2 separate regions of the Capsicum annuum genome follow, and region 2 is linked to region 1. A link is a contact called in public Hi-C data. All regions are on one chromosome and are shown on one strand. The core of a region is the stretch at or near the end of the contact, and the rest is flanking DNA. Distances in the headings are between cores, read along the strand shown. Region 1 holds the start of LOC107851032. Region 2 has its middle 2.7 kb from the start of LOC124889821.

Region 1 (5,177 bases), core at 1,775-4,274:
GACGATGATTAGAAGTTGATGGTAGAAGGGCTATGCAAAAGACTTGAAAAGGTGAATTTTGCATGAATGCATCACGAGAAGCGATTACGAGGTAATTATAGAAAATTAGCTCTAACAAACTTACCCTCTTCTTCGACAGTGTATCAATAGGATACATAATTTCAGGCTGCACATAATCCCTTCCTCGGTAAAAAACAATTGTATCATTTGCAACTATCTGAATTGGGATTCCACCACTCAGTCTTGCAATTTCATCGGCATATTCTTGAATTTGACCAGGTTTGCACGGTTTGCATATGACTTTGACAGTTTCATGTCTTTTCCAATGTAGATGCATATTAAGAATAACACCTCCAAAGACTCCCCTTCGGCCAATTGGCACATAATTAGACTTTTTCTGTGCCATCTTTTTGATATAGAATCGTTCTTCACCAGTGAGAAAGTGCGGTTGAACCTCAGGACCTTGAACTTTGGAAACCTCATATCGCTTTAATCTCTCAATTAGCATGGCTTCTTTGACTTTTGCCTGACCCAAAGCCAAAACATGTCAACTTTTGCCTGACCCAAAGCCAAAACATGTCAACTTTTGTAAAAATAAGAAATTACATTAGGTTTTGTATAGCAGCAAATGGAAAATGGGAAGAAAACAAATCATAGCTTCTATAAACATGAACATAGCGTGACCAAACTGAATCCTTCACATCCCTAAACCAGGAAAAGGTTAAGATAGCTACAAAACATTAACTATGTAATGGCATTAATGCCTCGGTAAGACAGCAACCATGCAGCATACAGGTACTTGTTCTAACCTAGTTTTCAGCAGATAACACAAAAATTGAAAGTAATTAGTAAGCACAAAGGCTCGTTTCTTACTTTAGTATTCCACAACTGAAACCGTAGACAAAATAGACCTTCTTTGCAATTACTATTTAGATTAAGCTCCAACAACCACAGCCAAGAAAAGAAGGAAAAAGACAAATTCAGGATCAATAACGCTTTCACCCAATCTCACTTTAATTTCCGAGTACCAAATGAGAAGATGTAATATAAAAGGTCCTCAACAAATTTAACAATAACAACAGAAAACACATGAATATGTCTTTTTTGTCATTCTCCTCCAGCTTCCTTCCGACTTCCCCTTCTGATTTCTTGTCAACCAAATTGAAGAAACTTGGTTGAAGCTCATCCCCAAGTTCTTCAATTCAGTTCATTCTTAATGTCATTATGGATTATTAAGCTAATATAACGACAACAATCATATATGTCCAAACAGAACAGGATAGATGCCAAGAAGTCATACAGTCGAGACCAAATAGTTTGGGACTGAGTCATAGTTGCAGTGGTAATTGTAAAAAACAAGAACTATGCATCAATCTTAAGAAAGTTGGAGGAGGATATATGAATCCTCAGTAGTAGCAGTAGCATTACAACAATAAGAACAACAACATACCCAGTGTAATCCCACAAATGGGGTATGGAGAGGGTAGTGTCTACGCAGCCTTGCCCCTACCTTGTGAAGGTAGATCGGTTGTTTCGGAAGGACCCTCGGCCCAAGAAACCGCATATAAAAGTAAGGGAATTTTTCGAAATTATACAACTATTGAAAATGCTTACGTCATGTAGTCCAATATACAATATCTTACTACATTATACGTGGGAAGAATGCCGGGGGTCTATTGGAAACAACCTCTCTATCTCTTTATCTCACGTTGAGGTAGTGGTATGGACTGCGTACACTTACCCTCCCCAGCCCCCACTTGGTGGGAAGATAATGGGTGTGTTGTTGTTGTATTATATGTGGGAAGAACATATAGTGTATAAAAGGTGTTTATACACAAATATGGGTTAAATTATGTGTTTAATACACAAACTATGGTCTAAGTGGCGTAAATATTTCCAAATTACACATAGATTCTGTTGAGATTAATTAAATGAACTAATTAATCAAGCAGTTAGTTGGTTAATTCTGTACACATCAGTTAGTTAGCTGTAGTTAATTGTACTGCCTAATTGCTCCTCCTCCTGTATAAATAGACTCTTGTTTTACAATGAGAATCAGTTTTCAGTTTCCACAATATCTTCTCTTTCACAACTGAGAGCTCAACGCACTCCATTAATGGAGGTTCATCATCATCTTAGCTCAATCTCAACAGATTCCCTACAAATAATATGAAAAGGAAATACACTAATGAAGAATCCATGCTGAAAATAATGGAGAAAAGAACAGTAACGATAGCATTATTGGCAAAAAAACAACCATGAGCTCTTAAAAATAAGAAAGAAAATTCTTTAGCTCACAGTCTCAATCTTGTGTTTAATTCTTTCTTCAGGAGTGTCAAACTTCTGCTTCTTCTTCTTCCCCTTAACACCAAGCCTTCTGGGATCTCTCTTGTTAGCAACTTTTCTCTTCTTCTTCTCTCTCTTTCTTTGCAGTTTCAGCTTCTTCTTAGTCTTCCATTTCTCCTTCTTTGGTGCTTCCACTTCATGTGTCTCAAACTTGGGTTTCCCATCTCTTGTTATCACAAAATTCACTTTTCCATGGCTAAAGTTCCTCCATTCCCAACATGGGTTTTGTGGTATTAACCTTGGCAAGTGCAAAAAACTACTTTCTGGGTTTCCAAGAATTGGTCTGGATATATATAGAGACAATAGTGCGAGATAATCAAAACCAAATTGAACATAGAACAATCAAAATTAAAAAAGATAACCCAATTTCAACAAGAGACAAGCAGTTTAATTTTGATCATAAATTCAAAATAGTTAACAAATATATGAAACATAACAGTAAAAAAAAAAACTTATTTGAACCACAAAAGTGACACAGAAATTTACGGAGGAGTATTGGCTTTACCTGAAAGAGGTAGAGGAAGTTGTGGAAAGAGGCTTGAGAACTGAAAGTAAGGCAATTCTTCGAAAGCCTCGAAACAGAGGATTTGTCATATGGGTTGCTGTTCGCCGTGCAATGGGGCGGGCAGTTTATGAGCTAATTCATGGCTCAAACCAAAATTCCTCACATAACTTCAGCATTTGACACAGAGGGTGTTCGGGTGAGCTTAAAAGCTGGTTAAAATAATTTTTAAGTCATTTTATACTTTTTAAAGTGTTTGATAATTTTAAAAAATACTTTAAAAAAAATGTAAAGAATTGTTTTTTTAAAGTCAAAAGGATTAGTCCTAATGTAGTTAATCATCCTCTCAAATCAGCTACTGATCATTATTTGGTAAACTATTGCCTTATCAATTAACTAATCAGATGTGAGCCTCTCCTCGGACGGCTTCCTCCTTTTGCTCCTCAACCTACGGGTATTAGCAGCCGTTTTCAGCTGTTGTTCTCCTTACAAGAACAACTTCTTATGCGTTACTCATCTGTCCGCCATCGGAAACACCATTTCCCGTATTTTACATCTCTATTTTTTTATTTTTGGATTATAAGTCATTTTAGTTTTACCAAGTAAAAGACATTTTTATCCCTTCTAATTCTCACATATTTCAAAATTACCCAAATGTTTAACCTAAAATATTTGTTCTCTTTTACTATTTTTGTGTTTCTCTTTTCGGGTTTGCATTTTTCTCTTTATTTTGTATTTTGATTTTTTTAATAGTTGTTAGCAATTTGATGCTTGTGGGGTTTATGAGGAACTATGATTTGAGTAAATTCCTTATATTGTCACTCAACTTAGGTAAATAACTCAATAAAGTCATTTATCTTTTTTTTGTTCCAGTAATATCATCGAACTTTATGCATTTTTCTTAAAAATCAATAATTGCTAACCGTGACTCAAAAGATGAGAAAAAAAGATCAAAAATGTCCCTTTAAATTTGAACTTTGAATTTAAATGATTCTTATTAGTTAACAATACGAAATATCAATAAACTTTCAACTATAAAACTTAGTGAGTGCAATCTTCTTTCAACTTCTAACTGCGATATTAAATCTAACGACGTCCACCAAAAATTGTAATTAAAATTGTTAGAAATAAGCTTATATGTATTGTATTTATTTGGAAACTTAGGAGTTCAATAATAAAATAATATTAATGTATTTATTTGGAAACTTAGGAGTTCAATAGTAAAATAATATTCTATATTTATTCATTTTAGGATTAATATTTATTTTTGATAAAATAGTTCAAGTTAGTTGTTTGTTTCTTCTACTCCAAATTATTGTCGAAAAAATTATAATTCATAAAGAAGACGATTAATTCCGCAAATAAAAAAAAAATAGGGTCTCTAGCCAGTAGAAGAACCATATATAAATAATTTAAAGGATTTTTATTTTAAAAAATAATTCATATTAACGGATATCATGATAATAACATCAATCATTCATTATCAAATAAAATTAGGTGATTTTATATAACCATTTCATAACTTAAAAATGTTTTAAGGTTTCAATATTATTTTTATCAATCTTGTGTTTTCTCTTTAGATTTGCATTTTTCTCTCATTTTGTATCTTTATTTCTTTCTTTAATGGATTGCTAGCAATTTGATGCTGTGGGGTTTATGAGTAATTGAGAAGAATTATTTTTTTGATAGTTTATTTGACTGAACAACAAATTTTAATGGGTTGTTAGCAATTCAGCTTCTTTTTGGACGGCTTTTGTTCAATTTTGTGAAGAAAAATGGAAAATCAATAAACCTATCTAGCTGAAACAATAATTTTTGCTCCTTTTTGAATGTTTTTTATTCAATTTTCAGAAGAAGAAAAATTGTAAAACAAAAATGGGTTAATTAGTGTGGCAAAATTCATAAAAAAAAACGAATTCATATAGCAGAAACAACAAATTTTACTCCTTTTTGAATCTCTTTTGTTCAATTTTAAGAAGAAAAATGAAGCACAAATAACTTATTCATTCATGAAAATATTTTAAAAAAATAAATGTATTAAATAGTTTATACTAAAATTGAATTGTCTACCAAGCACATCTATAATTTTTTCAGTTTTAACACTTTATCGAAACACATAACTGTTTATTTTAAAAATAAGTTTCAGTACTTTCAAAAGAATTTTTGAAGTGTTTTTAAAAGTCACTTTTTTTCAGCCTATCCAAACGGGTTCATAGAGATGCAACTGTTTTTTTCGATAGAAATGAACCTTTAATTGAGCCAAAAGTTGTCTATAAAATGGCAGAAAACATTAGGAGCCAAAAGTTGGTCACTTTCGAGTTTTGAGATT
Region 2 (5,323 bases), core at 822-3,321, 38 kb after region 1:
ATATTCCTTATTGGCCCAAGCCAGTGGCACCAGTATGCATACACTGTGATAGTCAAGCGACAATAGGTAGGGCGGGAGTATGATGTACAACGGTAAATCTCTTCACATACGATGGAGACATAATACCGTTAGAGAACTTCTCTCTAGTAGAATTATCACTGTTGACTATGTAAAGTCAAAGGATAATATGTCAGATCCACTTACAAAAGGCCTATCTAGAGAAGGAGTGGAAATGACATCCAAGGGAATGGGTTTAAGGCCTAGGACAAGTCAGCATGACGGTAACTCTACCTAGCAGACTGGAGATCCCAAGATCTAGGTTTAAAGAGATCAAACAAAGTTGTGTCTGACAGGTTCAACATTGTCAATTACCCAACCCATTCTCATGATATAGACAATGTATAGTAATCAAGGATAAGAATTAAAGTGAAAAGTCTTTTAATGATTATCTAAATTTGGCAGATTTGATCAAATAGTTTAATCGATAGGATTGAACGTTTAGAAATCACCTATGTGAGGGCGAAGTGGAAGCCGCTTCAAGGAGAATGTTAGTAAAGGCCTATTCTCTAAGCTCTCACGAAACCGAAATATGTTCATGGATGAAAAGAATAAAATCGTGAGAACCATAAACGGTAAAAGGCTGGTTGTGTGACATGACGGTTCAAAAATATCAAATCTACCGATTAACCGAGTGCATCCGATGCATGTTCACTACAAAAAGTCCAAAGGGAAACCCACTTATCTAGATGTAATCAGTCTTTGCTTGATGATCACATTCTTGTCCGTAAAACTTTTACGAAAAAATAGCCATTCCCCATTCATGTGGGGGGTTGTTGGGTTCAATATGTATGAAAAAGGTGTGAAAGAAAAATGGAGAGAAAAATGGTGGAAGAAAGGAGACACCAATTTAGAAGGTGTACTCCTAAAATTGGAAAGTTTACTAATTCTCCCACATTGGTGGGAGAAGGGAACTATGAAGTGTTTTTAATAGAAAACACTTACTCCACATACTAAGTGAGGCAAGAAATAAGAAATGCCTCGCGCTGTCGTCGTCGCTCGCTCTGCTTGGCTTCGGCTTCGGCTTTGGCTTCGACATCTATATTTTTGGACAAAGTTTATTTTACGTAAATTTAATCCGGATGCCAAAAGGAAAACGTACCAGTAATCCTCTATTTATACATGCATATAGATTTCGAAACAGTATTTTTTGAAATGATACACTGCTTCGAACTGATGCAATTGTTCAGTGAAATGATATGTCTGTTCAACGAACTGATGTACTGTTTCGTGAACTGGTATGTCTGTTTGGAGAAGGACACGTTCTTTGGGTAAACAGACATGAATTTCCAGAAACATCACACCATTTAAGTGAACCAATGCCACCTTTTCGAAGAGGCATCTCACAGGCTATATAAACCTGCTTTCATTCATAGGTTTTGATATGAATTTTTCTGCAATAAACTCTCTTTTTGTCTTTACAAAATACTTTGTGTGATCAGTCAATCCGTTAAGTGAGTTCGACGATATTCCAATTGTTTGAGGTACCGCTACAGTTGGTCTGGTTGGCCATTTTACCCTGGGAGGAAAATTCCGCAACCTTGGATACAGTGAAGGGAATTATTTTCTTAAGGAAAGTCCGTGAATTCGGGAGACTTGACCATTTCTATTTTCATCTTTATTTCTGAAAATAAAATATGCTTCTAAGAAAGATCACTTTGATCTTGTGTTGAGGGTATTTACTGCACTTCATTGTGTTCTTGCTTTTAAACGTAGAACTAACGTTGAAGTTGTTGTTCTACATATACATATTCTGCGTACCCGTAGAAGGAAATAACAAATTTATCATATGTTGGTATTTTGTTTATTGAAAAATTGTCGATTTATTTCAATAGCATCCGCTTTACTTCTATTTTCTTTCCAGTGGACACGTGAATTTGAGTGCAACATCTACACCCTGTTTTTAGTAGGTTTTGGGATGAATTGCTGAAGTAGAGGGATAAGTTTCAGCTCGCTGTTGTTTCAAATTCGATAAGGTTAGTATCCCAACCCAGTCATCTAGTTTTAATCCCTATTGTGGATTGAGTCGGGGGTCTTTCTGAAGCAGCCTCCCTACCTCCGTGAGGTATGGGTAAGGTCAGCGTAAGCTACCACCATGAGGTTGGAGTACACTTGGATATGTTATTACTTATTTGTCAAAAATAGGAAATAAATTTTCATTAAACTGAACTTTGAACTTGCTATTTGTATAGTTGTACAGTGTGCGTGTGTTGGGGGAGGGGCGCTTCAGAGGTTAGAGCATTGCCTCTATAATATTGTGATGGTCATTGGTTCGATTTGGTAGCCAATTTTTCCCTTTTCTTTGTAGAAACTACAGAGTTCAGTCAAACTCGATACCTTTGTATTAAGAAATCTACTAGAATATGTTCAAATTATTAAATTCCGAACCAAGTAACTCAGTTCGTCAGTGAGTTCAGTGATAGTTTGAACCCCATAAAGTTCAAATCTTGGATCCGCTTCTGAGTAAACTAGGCTTCAATGAATACCTTGGAACCTATATGTTTGATAAGCAACAACCTTTTTCCAACTTTTCAAATTTATATTTTAGTTATGATTGAGATTTTTTTCTTTTTCAAATTTCATTTGGTGTTTTCTTGTTTGCTGATTTGTTCTTTAATAAATCTTCCTATTGACCATCACATCATTGAAATATCATGTTGGGTGCGTCGCCCTCAGAAATGAGCTTTCCAAATGTGTCGATGCGTCTTTTGTCGGATTTCAATATATATATATCAGACATGATTAATTAATATAGAGCAACATGATTAAGGATAAGATTAATATAGTAGATTTGAATTTGTTGTATTCAATTTATATATTGAGGTATTCATATGGGTGCACTTGGGGCTATATACCAAATTAAATGGCATTTATGCATAATATATTGCCGATAAATTTTTCAAAAAGATAGCTCCATTGTTTTCGTTTCAGTTTATGTGATATTTTTCTTTATTAAAAAAAAAAAAAAAAAAATAGCTCAACATCCTCCCCCCCTTTCCCCCCCCCAAAAAAAAAGCTCTTTTGAATGCGAATTTTGGGAAATTTGGGGCTCTTACCCACCTTTATGATTGACTATATTCGAGTCTTTGAAGTATTTTAGGATTATACTTTACGTCGAGAGCCACTGTTCCCGGCATGAAAGTCTCTCGCCCGGGCAAAGGAAATGCATTTTTGGTAATTCCATTGTGCTATGAGCGGACAATTCTACAGAAATGCTAAGATATGGATCAGAGTTCTCGCAAATATCCCTATTACCGAAAAACCTATAGAAGTAAGAACGGGAAGAGGAAATGGATACAGCCCAATCGCTAGCGCATCCAGGGTCCAGGTCCCGGGCTCAGCTCAGCTAAAGAAGTCTAGCTTGATCCGAGAAGTGCTAATTCGATTTGAATAGACTTTATTCAAGAATACCATCACCTCAAAAATCAATAAAAAACAAGTACCAAGTTTCAGATAAGTGTAATCCAATCCAAATCAGAATATAGAAAATCATCTTCCCTTTGGTAGATTTTTTGAACTTTTTTTGCGAAAAAGGGTGAATGCAAATAATATGAAGTTATGTCAACTCTAGAGGAATTCGGTGAGCAATTGAAGAAGCACAAAGTTATGCATATTTGATATAGTTTGTGAGTTGGGTAAATTTTTTTTTTTTCATTCAACAAAAAGATCTAAAATAGATTTTCTTACACAAACCATCAAAAGCAGGGAAAAATTTAAATACCAGCACAAAAGATATAGGATTTTTTTTCACACATTTGGCTCCGTTGCTCAGCCAAAAATAATTACTACTGCTAGCCAATATACAAAATATATATTTGTGCAAGATCTCCCAAACACAAACATGTATTTTAACCAAAGCTATAAGGATTCGTTTGGGATGAGGTATAATGCATAATAGTTTTGAGATAAAAATTCAGGATTATTTATTCTGTGCTTGGTTGGAGGAATTAGTTAGTCTCGAAAGTATTTAATCACAGTAATGAGATAAGTTATTCCATATACACAGTGGGATAACTAGTCCTAAAATTATTTATTCCAGGATAACTTGTTCCCAAACAAACAACCGCTAAGTATTAATACTCCAAGTAGTTTGTTCAATCCAGTGGAAAGAAGGAAAAATAACATAAACATACATATTAACTTATCATATTTACACATTTTCCTACCCTTACAAAGTAATTATAAAAATTTAAATTAATTATGTATCTTCGTTGGATGTATGCTTCGGTGGATGTGCGGGTGTACTAGAAAAGATACGATTAGAAATGCATTTATTCGAAATAAGGTAAGAGTAGCTTCGGTGGAAGCCAAGATGAGGGAAACGAAGTTGAGATTGTTTGGTCATGTGATGAGGAGGGATACGGATGCCTCAGTGCGAAGTATGAGAGGTTGACTAGAGATGGTTTCAAGCGAGGTAGAGGTAGACCGAAGAAATATTGGACGGAGGTGATTAGACATAACATGGAGCAACTCCATCTTATCGAGGACATGACCCTAGAAAGGAAGTTGTGGAGGAAACGAATTAGGGTAGAAGGTTAGTATAAGTTTAGGTTGCTGTTTCTTTTGTTGTATTACTTGGTGTATCTTGCTTATGGTATTATTGAATATTGTTGATTTCTATTGTATCTTGTTCTTTTTCTATTCTTTGTCCAGATTGTTTTATTGTGAATCAAGGGTCTATTGGAAACAACCTCTCTGTCTCAGATCTGAGGTGGTGGTATGGACTGCATACACTTACTCTCCCCAGACCCCACTTGGTGGGAATATACTGGGTATGTTGTTGTTGATCTTCGTTGGATGTATCAGGAGCTAATTATGTATCTCGACAGACTCAAAATTAAAAAAAAAACCTCTTGAGAGTTAATTAAGTATTTATTATAAGGACAAAAAGTATCTTCGTTGGATGAATTATGTATCTCAACAGATGCAAAATCGAAAAAAAATATATCGGAAGCTAATTATATATCTTTACAAAAGAAAAAATGTATTTTCTAGGATATATCGGGAGCTAATTATGTATTTCAATAGAATCAAAATCGTTTTTTTCAGTAATTATGTAAAATATCAAAATTTTCTCTAATTAAATTTCAAAGTATCGGGATTTATATTGTTTGCCCTAATTAGAAGCCTGGCCCATTATGGTTAAGTCCATACACAATTGGGCCTTTTCAGATGGAACAAAAAGTAGAAACAGCAGCCCAGGCCCATCCCAGGGAAAAAAAAAAAGACATTGAGCTTTTCTCCACATCGACAGGAGAAGCTTCTT

What was found. A called contact is a pair of places that touch in the nucleus more often than the background predicts.
Region 2: a Hi-C map of bud shows a contact between it and region 1, with 3 times the contacts expected there. The contact joins the enhancer-like site here to the promoter of LOC107851032 in region 1. A contact is called at or near these places in 4 of 5 Hi-C or Micro-C datasets (bud, leaf and placenta).

What each region holds. Positions count from the first base shown.
Region 1 is chr12:218,612,215-218,617,391 of UCD10Xv1.1, forward strand. It overlaps LOC107851032, which reads right to left and starts at 3,025. Exons shown (of 4, transcript XM_016695922.2): 1 at 2,852-3,025; 2 at 2,299-2,629; 3 at 125-526. The coding sequence starts at 2,940.
Region 2 is chr12:218,651,515-218,656,837 of UCD10Xv1.1, forward strand. No RefSeq gene overlaps it. Among protein-coding and RNA genes, the nearest start is that of LOC124889821, 2.7 kb to the right of the region's middle. Within about 2 kb of position 2,072, at least 3 of the 5 cell types and tissues checked have an H3K27ac peak or open chromatin away from gene starts, as enhancers often do. A contact at or near this core is called in bud and leaf, where this site is marked.